3 separate regions of the Mus musculus genome follow, and all the other regions are linked to region 3. A link is a contact called in public Hi-C and HiChIP or PLAC-seq data. All regions are on one chromosome and are shown on one strand. Each heading gives the region's core, a stretch centred on a gene start, on an enhancer-like site or on the middle of the called end of the contact. The rest is flanking DNA. Distances are from core to core; before and after follow the strand shown.

Region 1 (3,427 bases), core at 786-3,285, 460 kb before region 3:
ATTCCTGTGAGTCTAGCCCCAGGCTCTGAAGGACAGCCGGCCTGCTCACACTCAGGCTTTCCTACCTCCAGATACGTCAGGTAGAACTAGAGGTTCATCTCAGACCTGACAGCAGTGTTTTCCCATTCCAGTGGTCCCCTTCCGGAACCCCAACTGTGACACTAGCCACCCACAGTAACAAACGACAGTGATTGGCTGTCAAAGCCTAACACCAGCCGGGTATTTCCCCAACAGACCAAACACCCTGCCATGAGGCAGCGCCCACTGCAGCACCCTGCCAATCCTCACCTGCTGACCGCTCTCTGGATCTCTAAGCATCTCTGTTTCGGCAACAGAAAGATGGCCAAGGCTCTGTTGGCTGTGGCATCCCTGCGTGTACAGGTGGATCTGTAATAGGTAAAATAGCCAGGCTGGGGAGTAGCTCCCAGCAAGATCTTTCAGCCGAATATGGGCACCTTTAGAGACCACTTATAACCAGAAAGGACAGAGCTGGGCTCAGGATACCCCAGTAATACTGGGGGCAGAGGCTGCAGAAGGGCACCAGACAACTTCACCGAGGGCTTCCACACCTTGCTCACCAGGACACAGGTAAAGCACGGTCCGTCCCTGCTTGTAAAGGTCAGAGTTGGGATAAGCCCAGCAGTCCAGTGGTCCAATAGTGGTGACAGAGATGGACCCCAGGGAAAGGCAGCCTGGGCACAGGGTGAAGAGCCATGTGCCTGTATTACCTTGCTGAGGAGGATACACTGCTCCTGCTGACTAGAGATCAGGCATCGCCACCTAAACCGCAGCCTTCCCATCAGCCATTCCACTAGTCGGAGATCCACGGGGCTCTTTGGTTCCACAAAGGGTGCAGGAGGACCAGGACTGGTTGGGGCCTCACAGTAGAGAGGGAACAAGAGTCAGCCCTGCTATACATCCCATATCTCGAGGAAGGACCAGGACAGGGAAGCTGTACTACTGACGTACATCCTCAGCTTCAAAGCTGGATGAGAACCACACCAAGGGCAAATACCACATGAGCTGGAAGCCCGGAGAAATCCACGGGTTCTGGGCAAAGCAGGGCTCTGACACCCTCAATTACATACTCACCTCCCACTGGGGCAACTGGTCACCCAGCTGCACACGGGTCTGGGCAAGCAGCTGCTCAAGCAAGGGTCCTCGGGCGAGGAGCCAAGACAGGGCCAACAGCAGTTCCCGGCTTCCCTGAGAACTGCCGTCTGGAAATTGTAGCAGCACAGACCTGGGGTAGCCTTGGGAGCCCAGTGCTGATTTCACCACACAGGCTTGGGCCTCTGGAGTGGGAAATGATCAGATCAGGGGGTGCTAACCTGGAGATTTCACCTGGATCCCTCTGGGGACCTGAGAGCACCCCCTAAGCTTAGAACCTGCTAAGCGTGGACTAAGGAGGCGAGATCTGAGAGTCTATGAGGAGGCAAAGTGATAACCAACGGGCAGGATTTCTGTGAGTGGTTGGCCAGTCTCAGCGTTTCACTGGAGTGATAAAGCCACTACTACCCAGGTAAGCGTGGTAAAGGCTAGTGGGAACTTATACTAATGGAAGTGGGCGCAACAGCGAGAGGAGCAGGTGCCTGCAGGAAGGGAGGAAACAACAGAGGAGCTTTGATGGGGCGGGACTTGGTGGGTTAAGACAAAACTACAATAGCCTTGGGGAGCGGCTTTCTGAGAGGGCGGGGCTTACCTGGGGCAAGGTCGGTCCAGGTATTGTTTGCAGCAAGCGGTGAGAGCACGCGCAAGAGAAGCTGCCAGAGCACTGGAGCCTGAAGCAAACGAGGAGTTTGTAGTCAGCGGGTATCAGGTGTCACCTACATCAGCCCAGGCAACGCCTGCCCCGACCCCGACCGCCTACTCGAATAGCCTCACCGCCTCAGGTCGATCGAACTTGGCGCGGCGGAAGATTTCTGGGCTGGGCCCAGCAGGCAGGCACCGACTCAGCGCGGCGACAGCCTCAGGCAGGGCCCGGGCAGCCCCTTCCACCCGGCTCCGCCGCCGCCGCATACAGCCAGCACTAGACAGCCTCGGATTGCCCGCTCGGGACCCCGACCAATCACAGTTCCGGATGAGGCCCGCCTTCTCCCCTCAGGCCCAATGAACGATGACTCTGGCGTTTGAGTGCCTACCAGTCTATCCCGTAGGCAGGCACTTCCGGGGTCGGGGGCGGGGATTGGAGGTGCCAACTCCGTTGGAACTCACCAATCAGCACCTCGACTTATCAACCGCCTTAGCAACCCCGGGCTAGGGAAGCGCGAGGCTGGAGGGCGCGCATGCGCCCGAGGTGTTCCCTGGAGGAGCGGAGGAAGGAGCAATGTGGCTCCACCCAGCCACGAAGGGAGTGTCTCTGCGAAGCCGCCCTGGAAGGAACCCGCCGCCAGGGGTCGCCAGGCCTCCGCGAGAAGCAGCTGAGCCCTGCGAAGTGGGTGGGGAGTTCCGGGGGCCACGTCGCCAGAAGTCTCTTCGGAAAGCCATCCTCCCTCTCATGTACAGCCAGCCCCAGACTTCCTTGTCCCCATATTCATTCTTCCTCCAGCCACTAGAAGAGCAGTTTTTAAGGAAAATTCTCCACTTCATAAAAGGGTGCGGCCCTCTCTTTTAAGGTTGAACTTAGTTTTGCACTCAGCCCTTCAGGAGCAATCTTGGTAAGCTTTGAGAATCCCGCAAGGATTCACAGTAGCTACATGACAATGGCAGAATGAACCCAGAGTGCAACCTGATGCACGGGGAAAGACATGCAGTCGGCAACTATCCTCCGCAACCGGCATGAGCCTACTACGTGGCTACAACCTAGGTGAAGCCAGAGCAGCCTCTGTGGGAAGCCGGATGCGAAAGATCACATTATGTGCGCCAGTGCGTGTGGAGGAGGGCCGGACAAAGGCCGGACGCTGCCAACGGTGATCCAGAGACAAGCCTGTAGGCGACGAGTGGCAGGAAGAATTGCTGGGGCGAGACCTGAACGCTCGAGCGGACACAAACTAAGCTTTGTGCCCTCGATGTCGCCACCAAAAATAGTTGGAGCAGCGGACAGACAGTACTGCGTGTACTCTGCATCTCAAAGCTAGGAAAGAAGAGGCAGGTGGAGAGGGAGAGGGTGCGGTGCGGAAAAGGAAAGTGAGGTGAGAGGGAGGGGCAGAGCTGTCCCTTGGCACCTGCCAGTTTAACGGCGGTCTACAGGATGGCCACGCCCTCCGGAAGTGCGGAGACTGCGGGCTCACCTTTACCTTGACCCTCCCTGTGTTTTGCTGCAGACCTTCCTCTGCTCATCTGGATACCTTCAGCTATTCTGCCTCAGGGTCTCCTCCTTCCTGGCCCCTTGCCACACAGCAAATGGCCTCGCCCAGCTAGTTTCTACCTGCTCTTCCTGCCCTCGCTTCAGAGCCATGCTATACTGCACACCTTAAACACGAAGCGC
Region 2 (3,714 bases), core at 108-2,607, 320 kb before region 3:
GAAGGGGGAACAGAAGAGGGAGGGAGAAAGAGAAAGGCTGACTGGTGTATGGGGTGGGGGGCATGGGGACCCTTGGCTCTCATTAAGGGAACTCAGAGACTGCTAAAGGAATTCAAGGGCCAGTGTGAAGTCTCAGGGCAATGCTGTAGAGAGCCAGAATTAAGTGTGGAGATCAGTTCATCTCTCCCTCCCCCCACCCTGCTTTAGGGGCCTGGGAGATGCTCCCACTGAGGCAAAAGCTGACCCTCAGGTCTCAGTCCTCCAGATGCCCCTCAGATCCATCCTTCCTTTCCCAAAGCCACAGACAGACCCAGAGGGCCTTGTGCATTCTAGAAGGGTAAAACCACTATCTAGTGGCCTCTGTACCCCCAACACCACACTCAGAGGCCTGCTGAAAGAACACAGAAAGTTCCCCTTCTCCTTCCTAGCATCTCTCTACTCAGATCCCCCTCCAGGGCACACTGTCCAAGTTCTGTGCCTGGAAGGCTCTTTGGTGATAAGGCCACTTTCCCTGACTCCCCAGAGGGAAGCCTGGAGCGCCCTCAACCTGGTGTCTAGAGTTCCTCTTTTCTCTCACTAGCTGAAGCTCCCGAGTAGGAGCCAAGTCAAGAAATCACAAAAGTTTCAAGCTGGGCACTAGAATGGGAAGCTGTAGTCCACACAGAGATGGGTGGCCACAGTGTCCGCCCAGCGGGTAAATTTTGTCTAACCCTTTCCACGGGGCGAGGAGGAGGTCGCCTACCCAGGGGAGAAAGACCAGGCTTGTGCAACGGCAAAATTAACAGCTCCAAGCAAAGAGTACAACGGTCTCGGGAGCTCTCGTCACAACGCCGGACACAAGGCCGACAGGTGAAGAGAGCGCAGACCTCACCCGCAGGGTAGATGGAGAGGAGACAGCGGCGTGTCCCGGGAGCCTCAGGCCCAGGCCTCTGGGGTGTGACAGTGCCGCTGCACGCCGGAGGAGAGCTGTGGCACTAGCCGAGAGCTCCACCGCCTGAGGTCCGCTGCGCAGCCCGGCCCGGGACGCAGGTGTCAAGGTGCGGGCAGAGCACCGGCCGGGCGAGCCACAGGCCCGCTGCCCCGCCCCGGCCCTCGCCTTGCAGTCACCCGCGCGCGCTCGGGGGCGCGGGGTCCCGGCCCGCAGGCAGGTGCGCGCGGACAAAGCGCAGCACGGGGGCGTACCTGGGCACGCAGCTGGGGCTGGAGCCGTCCACCTCCCAGGTGGCAAACAGGTTCATGGGCACCGGAGTGTTGAGCGCTCCGGGCGCGCCGGGCAGGCCGAGGCGGCCCCGCTCGGCCATGGCGCCGGCCCCGCCGTCCCTCGGCGGCCTGGGGCTGCGCCGGGCCGCGGGAGCGCGGCGGGCGGGCGGGCCGGGCGCGCGGAGGGCGGCGGCGCGGTCACATGGCGCCGGCGGGCGGCGGGAGTCCGGCAGGCCCGCGGGCGGTGTCCAGGCTGCGCCCGCGCCCCGCCCCCTGCCGCACCGCGCCGCCTATTGGTCGACGGGGCAGGGCTCGCGCGGCGCACCCAATCACCGCCCACCGGAAGTGAGGCGCGCGCCCCAGGGCGTCTCCGGCGCCCAGCCGCGGGAGCGAGCGCGCGCGGCGGCGCACAGGCTGTGCCCCTCTCAGGGACTCAGGCGAGCGACGTGATGGCTGCGGGAGTGACCAGGTCTACGAACCCCTCACGCTCCCTGCGGCGGACCGCGGGCCTAGGGACGTGACCATGTATCCCGGTGACTCTCATCCGGTTGCCATCCTGCGTGTCCCCGCACAGGCCCCTAAGGCCTGGCTCTCGCACTCTGTAGGCCCCACCCACCCTTATTCCTTGAGGAGTTTCAGCCACCATCTGTCCTCCCTAGCTGCCCCATCCAGCAACCTCCGCCCATCCAGCCTCCTCCTATATTCAGCAGTGCTTTATTTATTTATTTTTAAGTTTTTCTCAAGAGCATCTCAAATATTTGGTACAGGGTGCATTCTCCCTTGCTCGCAGTGAACTTGGGCCAATAGGAGGGGCGGGTGGCCGATCAGACTGCAGGGCCCAGTAGGCAGGGGATTCCAGGCATGGCCTGGAGAAGGCCGGCTAGGCTCTGGGCCTCAGGAAGAAGCTCTCAGTGGCAGATGTCCCTCCCCCTCTTTTTGGCTGTCTTTGGTCAAAGTCAACAAATTTAGGGAAAAGCTTTTCTGGCATGTCTTGTTTCTTTGTATCCACGGCTTTACACAATTGCCTTTCTCCCGCTAGGTTCCATGTCTTATTATCTTCTAGTAAGCTTATTGAAACAATTCTAACTCAAATCAATCTGACCTGGCTGTCCCTCCTTGCCCTTCAGGTTTACCCAATAGTCCTGTTTTCTGCCTTTCTTCCCAGGAAGGCATTGTGGGGGTGGTCCCTCCTCTGCTATGACACCCCAACCCCTTGCCATCTACATTTGGAGCTCCTCTGCCAGAGGCAGCCTCCTGCTGTAACTCCAGGATGGGAGCTGCAAACAGCTGCAGCTGCTTAAAGCCAGAGTCTGCTTTGAAGAGAACAAGGGGACCTGTGTTTTCCTCATGTTCCTCACTCGCTGGGGTGGTAAAACAAAGTCCAGAGGGTCTGTCAGTCTGTGGCCAGCTGAAATGAATATTGTCTGACATTGCAGCCCTATTGGGGCCAGTAGTAAGGCTTGTACCTAGGAAACCAGAGGCTGTGTTCACCGAGCTTCATCAGCCTTGGTGGACAGGCTGCCTTTGATTGGAAGCAAAAGACAAGCATCCACTGACCTCAGCAATTGGCAGACAGCGCTGGGGACAGACCAAGGGTGCATTTGCAGGCAGAAGAATGGGCTGTCTGATGAGTTGTGTCTGTGTGCGCCAGGCAGGCATTGCAGCCAGGGTCAAGGGAGGAAATAAGAGTGACCAAGCTGTGCATACCGGGGCATGGCACCAGTGGCCTTGGTTGAGCTGTGCCATCTTGTACTGGACACCATTGTAGGTTCTCAATGAATATGACATATATCTGCCCAGCCTCACTTTAGATGGAAGGAAAGTGAGACACATGCTGTCTGCACTTTCTAAGGGAAGGGGGGGGCTGTTAAGGTAGGTCATGGGGACGGGTTAGTGGTGACCAGTGTTTTCCAAGTGACTAGATAGCAGTTTGAATCTGTTTCACCTGTTATTTGGATCTTTGGCCTCTGTATTTGAAAATAATGGCTGTCTCCATTCTCTTTTTGTAAACTGTAGGTCCTAAGACAACTTCCTTAAAAGCCAGGAAATGTGTCTTCCTGTGAACTAGGTGTGATGTGACTCCTACCCTTCTACATTTGTAGCATTCCCCTACCATGTTTCCTTTAAAATGGGAACTTAGTTCAGGATGAGCCTCGGTGGGCAACCGGGGTGACCGGGGAGAGGGCCCAAGGAGGGAGACCTCCGGAGCCCTGTAGTCCCAAGTCAGCACACATAAACCATGGTTAAGACCTGAAAACAAGCTGTCTGTTCAGCAGCAGGACACTTGTTTGTTGGGAGGAATTAAATTTGGGGTTCCAGAAAAGGCCTCGGGCATTGGCAGGAAGTAGAGGTTTTAGCCAGCTTCCTAACAGACCCACAGATTTTGACTGGGTTCCCCTCAGCCTGCACACTGGGAATCTGAGCTTCCTGGCTGATGTTCCAGACCATGCATTCCTTGGAAACTACTCATCTGCTTAGCTTGAGTTTAAATGATAATGAACCTGGCATGAGGAT
Region 3 (3,797 bases), core at 1,135-3,634:
ACGGGCAAGAATCAGACTGTATAAAGTGAGACCGTGAGCGTTCAGCCAGCACTCACCCATTTCTGACTGAGGTGACCAGCTGCCCCGACTCCTGTCACAACAGCTACACCAGTGCATACCGACACATTTCTGCTCCATCGTGGGTGTCTCCAGACCCTCAAGCTGAGAGCCAAACAGAGCCCTCCTTCCTCAAACTGATCTTGTCAGACTACTCATATAGTCTTGCGTGCGTGAGTGGAAAGGAGAGGAACTTCTCACAGACCACATCATCCAAAGGTGGTGGGCAAGGGCATTAACCAATGTCCACCAACACTGTTGCTCCACTAGTTTAGTTGGTTCTAGGCACTGGATGTAGGGGATGCCTGATGCTTAGAGCAGTAGCAACCTGCTGGCGGTCACAGGAGAAAACCCATAGCACAGTGAAGATGCCAGCTAGCCCTGCGTTGTGACTTGTCATACAGATGAGTGAGCACATATCTGCTGCTGTTGTTGATTAATCCCCCAGCAGTGGCAGCCAGAGTTCCTCACTACTGCTCCAACGTTGTGGATTCTTGAATGAGAAACACACAGACACACACGCACGCATGAACACAGCCTTATACTTAATAAGCCTTAATCTGCTCAATCTCTGGGCCACTCCCAAACTTCCACATTGCTAAAGCCTCCCCTCTGATACTCCTGAGTTATTACTTACTAAAATCTATATTCCATCTTTGCTGCCTTAGACCCAAGGGGAGGGGGACTGGGGCCATTCTTCCCGGCTCTTACATGATTGTACGCTGCTCTCTTTTGCAGCTTTCAAGCCTGATCTTTCTGTTTCCCCACCATGGTGGTACTAAATCCTTCTGCCCTTGGTTCCCTTGCTTGGGAAAACTAAAGTCCTGCCTTTGTCTCCCTGCCCAGTCATTGGCCACCAGCAACCTTGTTTACCAATTAGAACCAACTGGGGGCAGGGAACGGAAGCGTCTTACATGTGGGATCCTCATGTAATATTTTGGGAACCCAATTAACACAATACAAGCAATTAACCAAATCCACAAAACGTATCTATTCACTCCAGACAGGACACCAACAGACCTCAGAAACCATTCCACCCACATCCAGGTTGGTAAGCCAATTCATTTTAGAGGAGTTACTTATAGGAACATGGGTAAATTAAAGGCAGCTGAATAATCAAGACAGCCCAGCAAAGCATGGGTGACCACTCCAACACCTTCATCCCAGGAGCTTCCTGCCCAACCTGCACACGACTCCATCAAGAGTCCTCTTTCCCCAGAAATTACTCATAGTTTACATAACCAGGAGGAGGAGGCCTTTTGAGTCTTACAATTTTATGAGTCTTGTATGTTTCATTAGCTTAGGAGTCTCCTTCCTCCCTGTGTGTGTGTGTGTGTGTGTGTGTGTGTGTGTGTGTGTGTGTGTGTGTGTGGTGGGGTGTTTCAGTTTGGAGAAAATAGCTACACACCATGCTGGTGCAGCTGGACTGTTGAGGTCCCATCAGATACACCAGCCTCAAACCAATGCACTGATTCAAAACGCTATGTGAAACCCGTTATACACCTACTCACTCACACACCTACGTGTGCCTCCATGCACCCACAGCTCGTCAGTACACCTATCCACCCACCCACCTACACGCTGAACCTTTATTCATATCCTATAGTTAACCGACTGAAGGCAAATGTGCGGGCGACATGGTTAAATTTACTGTTTGGAAAGAACTGGAGAAAGAAGAGGCATAGGGACTCTGGATGCAGCTGTGGGTATAGAGCTGAAGGAACTGATTGCAGAGATGTGAGGGAGGTGTTGACTGTCAGACATGGTATCTGGGGATGTGATGCTTTTCAGGATCTCTCAGTCCACGACTAGCTGTCACGGAGCTCAAAAGCCGCATAGCTTTTCTCCTAGACCTCATGTGATTTTGCCTCTGGGGATAGGGTCAGAATTCTTTTCCACAGCAATCTTTTTACTGTGGAGAAGCCACATGCTTCTGAACTTCCTGTCAGCTGTCTGCAACATCATGGTGAGGACCTGGTAAGTCTACAGCAGCTCCTCTGTCTTAGGTTCTGCTGTCACAATGGTGGTCTCAGCATCCCATCGACAGGGAAGCAACCATTAATTCTATGGATCGCCTTCCTCCCTCCCTCATTTCCACAGCTACGCACAATGAGGTGTCAGGCCCTCCTAACAGCTCTGCAGACACAAAGCTGAACACATCCCACGAGGACCCCGCCCTCGCGGACGCTCCAAGGCACGAGTGACTAAAGGAGGCACGGGTCGAGCAGGAACCAGCTTCTCCAAGGCTCGCGCTTCCACCCGGCGTTCCTGGCGGCCACACTGCCCGGAGGCCGCGTGACGCCAGAACGCGGGGCGTGAGGAGTGCGCCTGCGCGAAGGGGCTGCGCGTGCGCAGCGAGTGTGCAGAAGGCCGGGAGTGTTCAGGGTCGTGAGGTGGAACTCTACCGCTGTCGCCACGGTGTCCTGGCGAGTGCTGCGCCGGCTCTGTCCGGCGGAAGTTGCCGGTCGGTGCGAACGAGCGTCCTTTGGTCACAACTGGCTCTGGTGTCAGCCGAGGCTGCTCCCTTGATCCATCCAGGAGAGACAAGGACCCACGTCTGAGTGCCGAAGGGCAGAGGCATAGGGCTGCGCTTCGCGGGTGATTGTTCCCCTATAAGGGCCCTGCCTCCCCTGGCTCCCGGGCCCCAGACTCCTAAAGCTCCTCTGGTCCCAAGCTCCCTAGATCCCCAAGTCCTAACTACTTTTCTAGACCCCAGTTTCTCAGACCCTAAAACTCTAAGATCGCTGGCTGCCTAGAATCTTAAGTCTTCAGAGTATCTGGCCTCCAGCTTCCCAGACTCTCAGTCCTTAAGGTCCCCCAAACCCCCAGCTTCTCAATATCCCAAGCCATAAGGACTCAGGCCTGCAGCTTCCAAGCCTTAAGACAGTCGAGAGGACAGTTCCTTCGAGAGAATAAGACAGTGCAAAGGTGAAGGCTCCCTGCCCCCCTTGGATCTTTGAGAGGTCCATTTCGGAGTACCCCTAGAGGAAGGGTAGAACTTGTCGCAAGGGAAGAATGGGTGTCCCTAAGAAGAGTCAGAGCAGGCCCCCAGAGAGCCAGGTCTGAGGCCCAGGGATGCCTATGAGAGAGGAGACTGAATAGAGTGAAGTACCAGGAGTAGCTGCTGGTTGGTGGGAAGAAACCAAGGAGCCTGAGAAGAGTACAGGGAGTGAGGGAGGTTCTGCTTCACTGGGTGACAGGGTGCTGGTTCTGGAGTGGGTCTGCTGGAGCTTGGGAGAAGCCATCTTGAAGTGGAGCAGAGCCCAGAGTAGCTTTACTCCATGTTCCAGACACGGATACCTGAGGCCACCTGGAGAATGGGTTGGAAGCAGCCAAGAGAACCCAAAGCAAAACGGAATGAGTACAGCCAGCCCTGCTTGTGGTGAGCGTGGGGCAGGGAATCTGTTACAGCCACTCATCCACTCATCATGTCCAGCCTGGCCACAGGAGGGTGCAGAACCAGGAGAGGACCCAACACTGCCACAGAGATTTGCACACAAGGGTTGTTAGATGATGTGTGCATTCTAACACGTGACATTGCTCATCCCAATGGTCATAGCTAGGGCTGTACCTTGACCACCTACCATCTCACACCAAAGGATTAGAGTACCTAGGAAGCCCTTTAAAAACCCAAAGGACTAAGAAGTTCTTTAAAAACTCAGTAAGAAAGTTGGTTGTAAGAGCTGAACCAAGTTGATCCAGACAAAATACAAATGATCCGTGAACCTAGAAAAAAGATG

Evidence for each region. A called contact is a pair of places that touch in the nucleus more often than the background predicts. HiChIP or PLAC-seq counts read pairs in DNA pulled down with a chosen protein or histone mark.
Region 1: a contact with region 3 is called in a Hi-C map of neutrophils, with 5 times the contacts expected there. The contact joins the promoter of Tedc1 here to the enhancer-like site in region 3. A contact is called at or near these places in 6 of 39 promoter capture datasets (cranial neural crest, embryonic stem cells, frontonasal cranial neural crest and 3 more), 1 of 484 Hi-C or Micro-C datasets (neutrophils), 3 of 115 datasets of contacts at active chromatin or transcription factors (microglia, pancreatic cancer cells and thymic regulatory T cells) and 2 of 9 other capture datasets (adipose tissue and liver).
Region 2: a contact with region 3 is called in an H3K4me3 HiChIP or PLAC-seq map of bone marrow-derived macrophages, with 2.1 times the contacts expected there. The contact joins the promoter of Pacs2 here to the enhancer-like site in region 3. A contact is called at or near these places in 7 of 39 promoter capture datasets (cranial neural crest, embryonic stem cells, maxillary cranial neural crest and 3 more) and 2 of 115 datasets of contacts at active chromatin or transcription factors (bone marrow-derived macrophages and pancreatic cancer cells).

The regions. Positions count from the first base shown.
Region 1 is chr12:113,155,029-113,158,455 of GRCm38.p6, reverse strand. Tedc1 (tubulin epsilon and delta complex 1) reads right to left here and starts at 2,035. Exons shown (of 8, transcript NM_134041.3): 1 at 1,885-2,035; 2 at 1,703-1,781; 3 at 1,093-1,295; 4 at 729-878; 5 at 289-387. The coding sequence starts at 2,019.
Region 2 is chr12:113,012,151-113,015,864 of GRCm38.p6, reverse strand. Pacs2 (phosphofurin acidic cluster sorting protein 2) reads right to left here and starts at 1,357. Exons shown (of 24, transcript NM_001081170.1): 1 at 1,183-1,357. The coding sequence starts at 1,301.
Region 3 is chr12:112,692,213-112,696,009 of GRCm38.p6, reverse strand. Gm30298 (a long non-coding RNA gene) reads right to left here. Exons shown (of 7, transcript XR_003950268.1): 1 at 2,166-3,797; 2 at 57-550. Among named protein-coding and RNA genes, the nearest start is that of Gm30298, 4.5 kb to the right of the region's middle. Within about 2 kb of position 2,384, at least 409 of the 459 cell types and tissues checked have an H3K27ac peak or open chromatin away from gene starts, as enhancers often do. A contact at or near this core is called in adipose tissue, bone marrow-derived macrophages, liver and 6 more, where this site is marked.